Linked DNA regions of Mus musculus: region 1 is linked to region 2. Evidence: chromatin contacts called from public Hi-C data. All regions are on one chromosome and are shown on one strand. The core of a region is the stretch at or near the end of the contact, and the rest is flanking DNA. Distances in the headings are between cores, read along the strand shown.

Region 1 (7,007 bases), core at 89-2,588, 140 kb after region 2:
CCTTTACCAGGGACTGGATGAAGACCTCATTTCAACTAGACAACTTTCTATCTCAGCATCCTGTGGACATTGTACAGCTCTACTATGGTCACATGTCCAAAGCTGGCCATAACTTGTGTGTGCTCTCGTACAAACAAATGGAATAAGGTGTGTCACATACAATTTAGCGTTTTTGCTGACAAAACCATTTCCATAGGGTAACTTCTGGTGCTGTCATCAAATCCCAAAGTGTCAAATACAATGCTCTAAGCATATCTATGTTGTGGAGACCTTTTTATTCTGATTATGAAAAATAGTTGCCAACTCACATTTTCACTGCATTTCAAAAGCCCACACTAAACCAAGCATTAGTTAGTGACACTCTTGAAATATCACCAGTACAGACATGGAGTTGTCACCCAGTGACTGTCACTCACAAGCACTGTCAGCTCAGCCATGTGTTTGATCATTTTCTACCTATAAAGTGGGGGTAACCAAGTCAGCCTCAAAGGGCGGCTGTAGTGTAGATGGTGGATCTAGAGGTGATCCCAACTCCAAATTGGGATTACAGAAGAATATCTACCCCAGACAGCAGTAAGTGCTGTGGAGTATTTTGAAATGAAACAATAATTCTTATCACATGGAAATCAGTGTGTAGAGAGAAGGAAATAGAGGTGAACAGCTGCTTCCTGGGCGTGATCTGTGGTGGCCGTGACCATGAGCACAGGAGGACTGGGACTTGACTTCCGTACTGAGGTGATGAAGGTGAACATTTCATATTTCCTTATACCAAGTGTTTCCAGTGTATGATGATTTTATTCGAGCATCAATGTATAATTTTGTCATTAGCTTGCTCAGTGTGGCTTTTCTGCAGCATTATTTAATTCATTTCAGTCATGTAGGAGCATGGAGAGCTCTGACCTACTGACCCCAATTTTCACTTAAAGAAACAAATATCCTTTTTGCAAACTAAGACAATTTTTCTCTTGTCAACCTTGTTTTAAAGTATTAACCTTATTTCCAATATGGTAAATATCCATGTTTGTCACTGAGATCTGCTCAGCACAGAAGCTTTAATCAAGTTATGAAATTGCTTCTGGTCTTTATCCATTTTGAGAAATGATTAAAATAAACATGCTGAGTGAATGAGCTCACACTGGGGATGCAGGGTGGGCTTTGGTTTTGCTTGCCATCAACTAAATCTTAGAAAGAAAACAAAAGGCAAGCAGGGTGGTTGCGCCTTCACTTCAAGATTTTTGGAAGACCATGTAAATGGCCTGCTCCGATGCTGGGGATCACCCTAGAGTCTGAGCAGATGGCTCAGTGGGTACGGTGGATGCTGCAAAAGCATTCAGACTTGAGTATGGGTTCCCAGTAACCACACAGAAGCCAAGTATAGCTGCACCAGCCTGAAGCCTCAGCGCTGAGGAGATGCTGATGGTGGATTTCTGAGGATTGCTGGGTAGCCAATCTAGCCAACCAAACAGCTTTGGGTTGTCTGGAAACACAAGGTGGAGAGCAATAAAGGAAGGCAGCAAAATCGACCCCATCCTCCACACATGTCTAACATGCATGTGTACAGGACATGATCACACATAACAGATATGTGCACATGGATAAAGTCATCATAATGAATGTGCATATTCTGGGATTTGTGAGAAGTGGAAAATTGAATATAAAGTCTAAATTGAACATGATAAAATTGTATAATGCGCCCCTAAGAACTTTCTAGAGAAAGAGAGATCAGAGTAGAACCAAGGTAAGATACCATTTGTATTCATAAGATTTCATTCTTTAAAAAAAGTCAATGTGAAAAAATTTTGGGTGTGCTCAAATTGGGTAGTTGATAATATGTTGTTGGTTACTTTTACCTGACTTTTTTTCTATTCACATACAGTCACCATCTGAAAAGTGAGGCAGTAACTTTTATCCTATTTTACTGGAAGGAAGAAAGGATAGGTAGCTCCTCATTTGCCTCATCAAAGGCACAGAGCCTCGGAAGGCTGACAAAGCTGAGCCGAGGAGAAAGGTCCAGTCTAAACGCTCTAGTTCTCCCGTAGCACACACTGAAACCTGCCTCCTCATTAGGAGGTGGTGATTGGTGGCTGCACGTTCGAGAACAGAACTCTACTCCATAGAAAAGAGACATGAGGACTCCACTTTTCCTCCAAATACGGGGGACGCAGAAGGAGATGACATTTAGGGAGTAGAGAACAGCCTTTACCAGGCACCAATCTTGCACGGGACAACTAAGCAGTGAACTCTGTTTATGAGTTTGTTAGAAAACTACTGATGGACTGTGACAACAATTATCCTACCTTAGACATTATATAGAGAACATTTCCCCAGAGATATGGACAAGTTTTCTCAGTTAATTATTTCTTCTTCAAAAAATACATGTAATTTACTAACTTTTCCGATTTTCATTAAGCTCTTAGAAGTAGTTACAATGAAATTTTCATTAAAGGGCTTATGAAAATGTTTCCCAATATCTCAGCCTTTTCCCAGGAACGACGTTAGACGTTAGTGGTTCTAAGCATAGCATCACTACTAAATTTTTCTAAATTATTACAGGAACAGATACAGATAAGCAAATTAACTGCCTGGGTTTCAAATTCATTTCATAATATAGTGTTTGCTCCCAACCTCTGCAGACATATAATGCATACCTTGATAAACAGTCAAATTTCTGAATAACAAGGCACTATGGCAAAGTTCATGTTTTAAGCAATTGCATGTAATAGGCTTGGGTGCTAGGTAAATGCTGGTACTTATGGGAGCAGATGAAAGTGAGCAAGGAGGAGGAGAGGGTGCTGAGGAGTCTCTTTAACCCCCTTTCCTCAACCAGACCTTGCTGCTCAAAGATGAGCTGACCACTGAACCCATATAAAAGATCTTTTCTCTTTCTCAAGTCTACAACATAGCTCTTCCTTGTGGGTTCCATGTGGCCTAGGCAGTGAGGTATAGGATCCAGAAATGAGGAGCAGAGTCAGGCTCCATATTTTACCCTTTCTAGGGTTCCAAAGAAAGATTTTGGCATCAAAGACTCTCCAGCCTTTGGATTCAACTGGAGTCAAGTCACTCTCTGAGGCAAAACATAACAAGATAGCTTTAAAAGTGATATGTCTAAGTAAAGAATGATAAAAGTAAAATGCTAATACAAACTCTTGGTTTTGAATATTTCAACTATAATAAGACAAATATATCAATGTAACACAAGTGAAATACTAAAGTCAAAAGGAACATAACAAAAAACAGAAAAGAGAAGAAAATGCAGCTAAACAAAAGCACAAACCTTAGTGAATGAAAATGGAGAAGTCTAAATTCTAGTTCTGTGAAAAGACAAAACAGATAAATCTAAAGGAAGAGCTAGAGCGCTGCTGGGGAGGAAGTCTTACACTTACCAGGTGATTGCTATCTATCAGCTAACAAGGCTTCTGGGAAACTTACACCAGTATAGTAGAAACTGATTCATCATTTATAACATCAACACCTCTCCCCTGCCCCAAAGGCAAGCACCTCTCTACAAGGTAACTCTTAGTGCATCCTCATGTCCCTGATGACTTCTCTCTTAATTCCTCGCCTGCCTGTGGTATCTTAATCCAGTGGGGTCCACACCCACAGTACAGTGAGTGCCTCTGGACTTCTTCTAAACTTCTCAGGAATCTCAAGGAAGCAAGTCCAAAAGAAGCCTTATTATTTCAAGAAAAGGCAACCTAAGTGCAGGGTGAGTCTTCCGGACCCGCTATGAACTCTGTACTCTGAGAAACATAAGATGTTTAAGGCTTGCTCTAGAAAAATGAGAGTAGCAATTCCCGTCCCACAAGGAGAACAATGAAAGCCCATGCGGTCATTTCTTCTCTAGGGACAAAGCACAGATCGTGAGGAATGAACAAAAGGCTTTCCCCTTAACTTGAGCTTCCTTACCTGGAAAATGTTTACCAGAAAAGCTGGTTTGTGACATCCCACAATGGAAAAAACTAACTGGAGCAAAACAAACACTCAGAAACTTTCTATGGAGTTATCAAAGAGATGAGATGGAAGAAAGTAGAGGGTTGTGGTCTTTCCCCAGAAAAGAAATGACCATAACCGCCACAGAAAGCTGAGGTAATGATAACATATAATAGCACTGGAAAAGGGAGATGAACAATCAATTCCTAGAGCTGATGGGGGGGAGGGGAAGAGGGAGAGGAAGAGATGGAGAAGGGAGGGAGAGGAGGAGAGAGGGAGAGGAAGAGGGAGAAGAAAGGGAGAGGAGGAGAGGGGGGATGGGAGAAGGGAGAGAAGGAAAGGGGGAGAGGGAGGAGGGGGCAGAGGAGGAGAGAAGGAAGGGGAGAAGGGAGAGGAGGAGAGGGGGAGAGGGGGAGAGGGAGAAGGAGAGGACCATTCCTGGATGTTCCATGGCAAATGCCCCAGCTCTCATACTTATCCTGCCCCTCCCTACCTAGGTACCACCACTGGTGAGTCTTCCCTTCCCAATCTCCACTGCCAGTTACTGTCTAGGGATGTTCATCCCCAGTGCTCACGCAAGCAGTGTCTCAATCACCTCACCCACAGTCCAGCGTGACACGGCTTCTCACTGAGCTAGTATTATGCCCATTGACTGTGCGGATGGAACAGTCGGCACCTAACGGTCACCAAAGCAATTTCAAGCTGATTAGATTACTCCTTCCATTCCTTTTCCTTGTGACAGTGCATACTCCCTCAGTGGGCTGTCACCTGGATGCTGCTTGTCTGCAGCAGAGCCCATGCTGAGGCTGAGTACCCAGTACTGAGTGGTGGGTTTTTAAGGGATGTGGCCTAGTGAAAGGTGGTGAGGTGACTGGGTCCTGTGGAGTATCCTGAAGAGACTGCACTCTCTCGGTGTTAGGCCTCATGGGAGTATATTCACAGACAGCACACTAGTATAAAGAGCCAGCTTGGCCCTTTTCTAGTCTGTAAGCCTCCTGGATGCATGCAGTCACTTCCATTTCCACCTGTTTGCCTAAATAATTCATTATAAAGACTAAAAATAAAGATGTCCTCTCTACAAGATGTCTACCAGTGGCCGCTCCTCATGTTCCTGCTTCCTATGGCAAACAGGGGTCGCGCGACTATGTCTGCCTGTGCTCACCCTGCAGCCACTTGCATACTGCTAATGTCTCCTGTCTCTAACCTTTAGCCCTTGGGAAAGCACGGGTGCCAGAGTTGAGAGTGACTGCAGGGTAACCTTTGGTTAGCTGGGGCAGAGATGGGTGGAGCCATGTGTTGCTGTGAAAAGGCAAGGATTCTGGCAACTAGTGAGCTTCTGGTTCCACCTCTACATCTCATTCCATTGCATCTGTGATTTGCAGCAAGTTCCTTTGACTCCGTTTCTATATTTCTGAAATGGGGATTTTAAGATGCATACATTACATGGTTGTTGTAAGGATTAAAACAAAGGACTGGTGAGCGGGCTGGTGGGTAAGGGTGCTTGTTGCCAAGTGTGACAATCTGAGTTTGATCCCAGTAGAAGGAAGGCACTGAGTCCCATAAGTTGTTCTCCGACCTCTATATAAACAAGTTCAAAAACCAATTAAAAACTTTAAGACAGTTAATACCTCTAAGTATATAGACACATATCCTATATTCTTTTTCATTATCCCCAAATCATAAACACAAAGGGGTTGTTGTTTAATAAATTTGAGTCAAATGTCATACAAAAAGACAGGTCTTTCCAATGCAGCAGCAGACTTCCCTGAGCCATAGCATAGACAGATACAAGACAGATGTAAAAGCACAGGATAATTTTGACTGCGTATGTAAGACAAAATATAGACAGACATGTAGGGCTAGGCAGTGTTGGAGCATGAAGTGGCCAGGCTGGTACTCTCTCTTTGCAATCCTAATACTTAGGCGTGGAGACAGAAAGAAGGTGAATTTAAGGCCAATCTGGGCTATACAGCAAGGATAATGTATAAACATATAAATAAAACCAAAATAACAACATTATGAAAAAAATCAAATAGCCCCCCCCCCACACACACACACAAAAATCCTGAATCAAATTCTACAAGCACTGGAGGCAAGAAAATTTAGGGTTAAATTTCTTCCACTTCAAGCTGTGAGCTCAGACAAATGACACCTAGCTCTGGATTTTGGATCCCTCCTTTATGACTTCATAATGCTGATAATCCAAGTGTAGAACACGGGAGTCTTTTTTCCCCCCGAGATAGTTTTTTTTTTTTTTTTTTTGTATATCCCTGGCTGTCCTGGAACTCACTCTGTAGACCAGGCTGGCCTCGAACTCAGAAATCCGCCTGCCTCTGCCTCCCGAGTGCTGGGATTAAAGGCGTGCGCTATCACGGCCGGCAGAACACGGAAGTCTTAACCACCTACAAATGCTAGTTTCTTTTCCTTCACACCATACCAAACCCAAGGATGCTTCTTTAGTGAGGAGTTTCAAGATAATTAAAAACACAGCTGCAACCAATCATAACATATTTAAAAAGATCGTGGCATTAAATGTATGTTGGGTGAGGGGTCTGGAGATGGGTTTACCCTTAGAAGCACCACTCTGTGAAATTTCTTGGGAAACCCATTTCATCTTCTGTTCCATAGTTTTACTACAACTGAAATAGGAATCCTCTCTGCTCACTGCAGGTGACTGCTAAGGATTAAATGTGGTAAGTTATATAGAGAGCTAATGTGCTCATTAGTACATAGTCAGACAGTCTAGAGGCTGGTCTGCTGCTCAGTGGAGAAAAGAGCACTTAGCATGCATGAGAGGTCCCAGGTTCGATCCACAGCAAGGAAAGCAAAACACAATCACAACAAAACAACGAAACTGAAGACTATTCCTCCAGGGTTCACTTGTTATTACAATGCCTCATAAATGGGATACACACAATACAGTCAAGACTGATGACAAATTTTGCTTTACCGTTTATGACCTCAAGATAGTCAAATATAGTTGCAGATTTTCAAATACTTTATAAACAAATTTTAATTTCAAAATTTAAAAGAGCATGCTTGACAAAGCATGGAAATTGTATAATTTCTGAGTTTAG
Region 2 (6,066 bases), core at 2,036-4,535:
ACAAGAGTCAACTAACCTTGCCCTGACACCTGAAACACTCAGCCAATATCATTTCTCCTTTTAAGTTGTTTGCTTCAAGCATTCTGTCACAGCAAAGGCAGGCTAACCCGGTTTATGTCAAGTCTCCTGGCCTTCTTTTAAGAACACTGTGCTCATATTTAGGATTCAGACATGTTGTCATTGAAATAAATAATCGTAAGTTCCAAGGGTTGGCTTGCTGATAGACTGGGAGCCACTGCAGGGATCTGAATTGGGTGACTCATTTGAAACTGCCCTGGCTAGGGTTTTTGCTTGTTTTTGTTTTGTTTTCTTGGTTTTTGTTGTTGTCATTGTTTTGTGTTTTTTGTTTGTTTGTTTGTTTGTAAACTTGGCATAGGATAGACTTATCTGAAAAGAGGAACCTCGCATGAAAATGCTTCCCTCAGATTGGCTTGTGGGCAAGTAAGTTTGTGGGCATTTTCTTCATTGAAGATTGATGTAGATGGTATCAGTCCACCTTGGGCCTGGACACATGGTCCTGGGCTAAGGAAGCAGGCTGAGCAACCCACGGAGAGCAAGCCAGTGAGCAGTATTTCTCTGTGGCCTTTGCTTTAGTTCCTGCCTTGAATTCCTCCTCTCACTTTGCTCAGTGGTGGACTGTGATTGGACTGTGTGAGCCAATAAACCCTTCCTTCTCATGTTGCTTTCCGTCATGGTCTTCATTGCAGCAGTATGAGCAAACTGAGACTGTGAGAGAGATTTAGGCATAGAAGCTCATGTTGTCCTCTGATCTTCACCGTGTGCTGAATGCTGTGTGCACATAGACTCATACACAGACTCACACATGATGTAAGTACATGTCACAAAAGAAGAATTTGCTCTGGTTAGGTCTGTTTCATATGTTTTGCTTGTATGTGCCCCTGAGTTCTGTCCTAAACAGGAGAGAAGGAACAAAAGGATTGCCTTGAGTTGATGGAGACCAAAAAATCTCAAGGACTTATACTCTGAGGCCTGAGGACCAAGGTGGAACATTGACATTTCAGGGCAATGCAAAAACAGAGAAGACTGATGTGTCTGTCTGAAGACCACCAGGCAGACAGAAAAGATTTTCTTTTTATCTAGTCTTTAGTTCTGTTAGGCCTTTCAAAGGATGGGGTGACATCCACATGCAGGGGACAGGGCCAGCTCCTGGCCCCATCATGCAGATTCTGGAGTTCGTCTCACACAGACCCTCGGACACACAACGGAATGATTTATGACCAAATATCTTGGCACTATGTCACCCCCGTCTGTCTAGTTGCCACATGAAAATCAATTGTCATGGGACCAGAGAGCAGGAATTTGCAAGGGAGATGAAGAATTAATAGAAAAAGAGTAGTGTTGGGAAACTCAGAGACTAGGGGGCTTCAAAGTGAGAAGGGTCAAGATTAAAGTCTTATGGTCCAGGAGAGTCTAATGGGAAATTGCCCTTGCACAAGCACACACACACACACACACACACACACACACACACACACAGAGGTGTACACAGAGAGCCTAAATGAATGGGCTTCAGGTCTTATCAGACAATCTCATCAAACCAGGAGGCTGAAGCCACTCTCAGTCAGAGTTGGGGACTTTATCCTGGAAGTAGAGTTGTGGGAGAAATACTCACTCCAAGAACACGGTTCCCCTATGTGGGCACAAGTCCTGAGTCTTCTCTTCATTGGTGAGGACAGAGTGGATAATGAGAGCCAGCTGCCCAACCTCTTAACAAGGCGAAGTCACATTAGTTCAGCCATTCCTTCCAGAGTTAGCTTGCTTGTTGCTTGCTTCCCTTCCTTCTCCTCTCTCCTCTCCTCTCCTTTCCTCCCCTCTCCTCTCCTCCCCTCTCCTTTCCTCCCCTCTCCTCTCCTCCCCTCCCCTCCCCTCCCCTCCCCTCTCCTCTCCTCTCCTCTCCTCCTCTCCCCTCCCCTCCCCTCTCCTCTCCTTTCCTTTCCCTCTTTCTTTCTTTCCTTTCCCTCTTTCTCTTTTCTTTCTCTCTCTCTTTCTCTCTCTCCTCTCTCTCTCTCTCTCTCTCTCTCTCTCTCTCTCTCTCTCTCTCTCTCTCTCTCTCTCTTTTTCCAGTTACTTTTGGTTCAATGTTTTTCACCCATTTACATTATGTGACCTTTCATCTTTCATGGGCTTTGATGGCTTGTGTTGTCCCCCGCCCCCCCCCCCCAATGCATCTTGCTTCTCTATGTCACACTCTTCCAGGCTTTTCAATTACCCACACACCCTCCTGTATGATAGCATTTTGACGGGAGGGAATGAGATGGATAATCTTCTGAGCAATAGGCCAAGGCACCCGCGTGCCAAACAGCATTCCTGCCTCTTTGGAAAGGAGACCAGGAGGCCCAGAGAAGCCATAGCCCAAAACCAGTTCCTGCAGAGAGACAGTCTTCATGAGCCCGGAGGCCAGCATCTCAGAGACATATTAGAGTCTGTCTTTATGAAAGAAAATGATCTTTGTGCAGGCAGGTGGTATAGCTTAGGAGAACATTTTTATGTGCAATTTAGAGTGTGCTGTCTACACACGGCTCAGACTGAAATAATCAGTTTAATGTGTGTCTGCACCGTCATGTGGTCAAGCTTTAGGTGAGAGCAGATTTACACACGGAAATCAAAACGAACTAGCAGGAGCCGTCTTCTGCAACATTCCATGACAATAAACGGCCACACGATGGACGCCAGCCAACCCCACTCTCCTCTCCTTTCATTTCTTCCCGGAAAGCTCTTGCGATAGAAAGAAAATGAGTTTCTGAGGTGCTTGAGTGCATCTGTTAAGTAGAGATTTTTATCAGCTTGGGCATACATAAACAAAGACCACATAAACAGAGGGTCGCCTGGCAGCAAGGGCCTAGTGTAGCTCTCCTTTCAGGCGGTTTTCCTTGGGTTGAAGTGTAAGGATGTTTATAGGGATTCTGGGGTATGCCTTTCCGTTCAAGGAGGCATCCTGCTTCAGATGCCAGCTACAGGGGATGCTCAGAACAAAGGTGGACTTTCTGCAGAGCTTGTCAGTGTGGGTTGCTCTCTAAAGAGTTAAGTTTCTTTGTCCAGAAACCAAGACAGTAAAGACCAATGACAAACTCACATTCAAACATTTGAAATGTCATTTTTGGTCAATGCAGTCTTCGCATGAAGGAACTAGACAGAGGACCAGTTTTTAAAGGGAAGGTGTCCACATATGAATCTATCAGGAAGCAGAAGGGCCTAGGTCAGGCCTGGATGAGATCTTCACATAGGGTAATGCTCCAAATATGCATGTGTCACCCTTTGGCTCCCACCCTGATGAGTCAGCACTGACTTGGCAAAAGAAGCTCTGTTGAGCCTGCTGCATACCCCACACCCCCACCCCGCCAGAGAACTTGGAGCTGGAGAAAGGAAACATTTAGATTAAAGGGCACTGCTGTAGCTCTAAATTAGAGTGATAGGGGACTACCCCCCCCCCAAAAAAAAAGTTTTACAGAAAAGCAATGTTCTTCCTCTTGTGATAAATTTAATTAAGAATTTTTGAATGGAACCCACCCCATACTCACCCAGTGGTGGAAGAGGAGGAGGAAGAGGAGGAGGAGGAGGAGGAGGAGGAGGAGGAGGAGGAGGAGGATTGAGTCCGGCGAGTGGAGGATAGATTCCAACACATGTGTTCTCGTTTATCAAGGGGTGGTGCTCGGTGTGAAGGGGGAGAATATCAGGGGTGAACAGAATCAAGGAGATCGAATTATTTTTCCATTTGTCTCAGAAGCAAAGGGGGACAAAAGGAAATACAGAGGGGAGGAAAATCATTTCATGATGTGGTGATCCTGCGTAACCTGGAGGAACCAGCCAGGGGGACTTCATGTTTCAGCGACACCCATGCTAGGGTGTCCCTCAGCTTCCCCACGTGCAGGGAGGAGCTGTAGATCTTGGAAGCATCAGAGATGACAAGGATCTGCATGGATGTCTCTAGTTGTCATTCCTCTGATGCCCTCCCACGATCCCAGCACAGCCACCTGTGTGAATCTGAGGACAGAGAAGACAAAGTCAAGCATTTAACTGACCTTCGATTGCAGGCCAGGCATTTTATTTTCACAGTCTCCCACTCTCGATGCATCTGTAAAGTGGCTAGCCCACTTCATGCTAGTCACTAGCAGAGTGTTCTAACTATCCCGTGGCTCTCGTTCAAGATGTGCAGCCGGTGATAGAGCTGAGGAGGCAAGAGGCTCTACCGACATCAAGCTTCGCCTTCCAGATGGCTCCATGGCATTGGAGCTGTGAAGGCTAAAACGGGTTTCACTATTAAACAGGGCGGGAGAATGTACTTAAATGGGGATGGGGGGGGGAGTATAAGGTGAAGTAGAATGAGCTCTGCTACAGCAGATGGGAGGGTATGTGCTCGCTGTCTACTGCTGAGTGGTGGAGGCTGCTCTTGTAGGTTTGGCTGTAAGGTGAAACGGACATCGGCTGGCCAATGGTTTCAAAGTTTCAGAACACACCTGAGCCAGAAAGCCCTGCAGTCCCTTGGTTTCACAAGCACTGGCCCAATCCCATCCCTTTATGGTGGGGGCAGTACTTTTTGTGCCAGATCTCAGTCCCACATTGCTTTACAAATCTTGACTCCAGTTCATCTACAGAGCGGGAAGACTCATGCAGCCCCATTAGTCCAGAGTCATTCCAGATTTCCACACACAGTACCTCATCTTAACGCCCCCACCCCTACCCCCATTCCCAAAGCTCAATGGAGCCAGAGGGACGAAACTACCCTAGCACAGAGGCCTCTGAAGTTTTGAAACAGAAGCCTCTTGCTGCTCTTTGAAGTTACATGTGGCCCCGTTGCGCCCCCGCCCCCAATAACAAACATGGTAAGAGAGAGGAAGGCAGATGGGGAAATCGGAGAGCAGAGAGGACAAGAGGTGGTCAGAAGGAAAATAATTCCAGCCCTGCCTGGGAAGGGGTAAAGCCAGGTTGTCATGGCATCACAGGCCAATCTGGTGGGGGTGTTTCCTCAACTGAGTCTCCCTCTTCTCAAATGATTCTAGTTTGTGTCAAGTTGACACAAAACTAGCCAACACAGAATGGTCTATGGGGAAGAGTGGGCATCTACAAGGACATTCTTGGTTGCTAGGGTAACAGTATCCTGCAATGTCCAGAGGTCCCCTACCTGTGGGGACCAGGCCAGGGACAGGCCAAGAAAGTGGTACCTGGGGTGAAAAGTAGCAATGGAGCAGGGGAGGCAGATGCCATCATTCCTTCTTAACCAAGATCTTAAAATGAGAAATGGCCCAGGTGGTCACAGCAGGCAGTGTGACTTCAGAACCCCAGAGCTTAACCCTTCTTGTTCTCTTGAGCAAGCAACAGTGGAATAGCTTCTGCTATGTCCATTCCTCTGCTGCCTCTGGGAGCCACCTTGTGAATGTTTCCTTTATTGACAGCATTTGACCCAGCGAGAAATTGGCACATCTAATTTCTTAACCTATGCCAGGATCTGCTCACAGCTCTGAAGACTTTCCACATGATATTTCCCAATAAGACTGCTTTTCATCCTCCAGTTTATATTCAGACCAGGCCAGTGTGGAGAAATATAAAGCACCTTTCTTTTTTTTTTTTTTTTTTTGTTTTCCTAATGGCATTTTTTTTTTCCATTTTTTATTAGGTATTTAGCTCATTTACATTTCCAATGCTATACCAAAAGTCCCCCTTACCCACCCACCCCCACTCCCCTACCCACCCACTCCCCCCCTTTGGCCCTGGCGTTCCCCTGTACCGGGGCACACAAAGTCTGCGTGTCCAATGGGCCTCTCTTTCCAGTGATGGCCGACTAGGCCATCTTTTGATACATATGCAGCTAGAGTCAAGAGCTCAGGGGTACTGGTTAGTTCATAATGTTGTTCCACCTATAGGGTTGAAGATCCCTTTAGCTCCTTGGGTACTTTCTCTAGCTCCTCCATTGGGAGCCCTGTGATCCATCCATTAGCTGACTGTGAGCATCCACTTCTGTGTTTGCTAGGCCCCGGCATAGTCTCACAAGAGACAGCTACATCTGGGTCCTTTCGATAAAATCTTGCTAGTATATGTAATGGTGTCAGC

Evidence for each region. A called contact is a pair of places that touch in the nucleus more often than the background predicts.
Region 1: a Hi-C map of the N1E-115 cell line shows a contact between it and region 2, with 1.9 times the contacts expected there. The contact joins two enhancer-like sites.

What each region holds. Positions count from the first base shown.
Region 1 is chr3:55,743,408-55,750,414 of GRCm38.p6, forward strand. The region is part of intron 41 of Nbea (neurobeachin); the gene reads right to left. Among named protein-coding and RNA genes, the nearest start is that of Mab21l1, 36 kb to the right of the region's middle. Within about 2 kb of position 1,339, at least 27 of the 459 cell types and tissues checked have an H3K27ac peak or open chromatin away from gene starts, as enhancers often do. A contact at or near this core is called in the N1E-115 cell line, where this site is marked.
Region 2 is chr3:55,597,201-55,603,266 of GRCm38.p6, forward strand. No RefSeq gene overlaps it. Among named protein-coding and RNA genes, the nearest start is that of Gm43549, 19 kb to the left of the region's middle. Within about 2 kb of position 3,286, at least 103 of the 459 cell types and tissues checked have an H3K27ac peak or open chromatin away from gene starts, as enhancers often do. A contact at or near this core is called in the N1E-115 cell line, where this site is marked.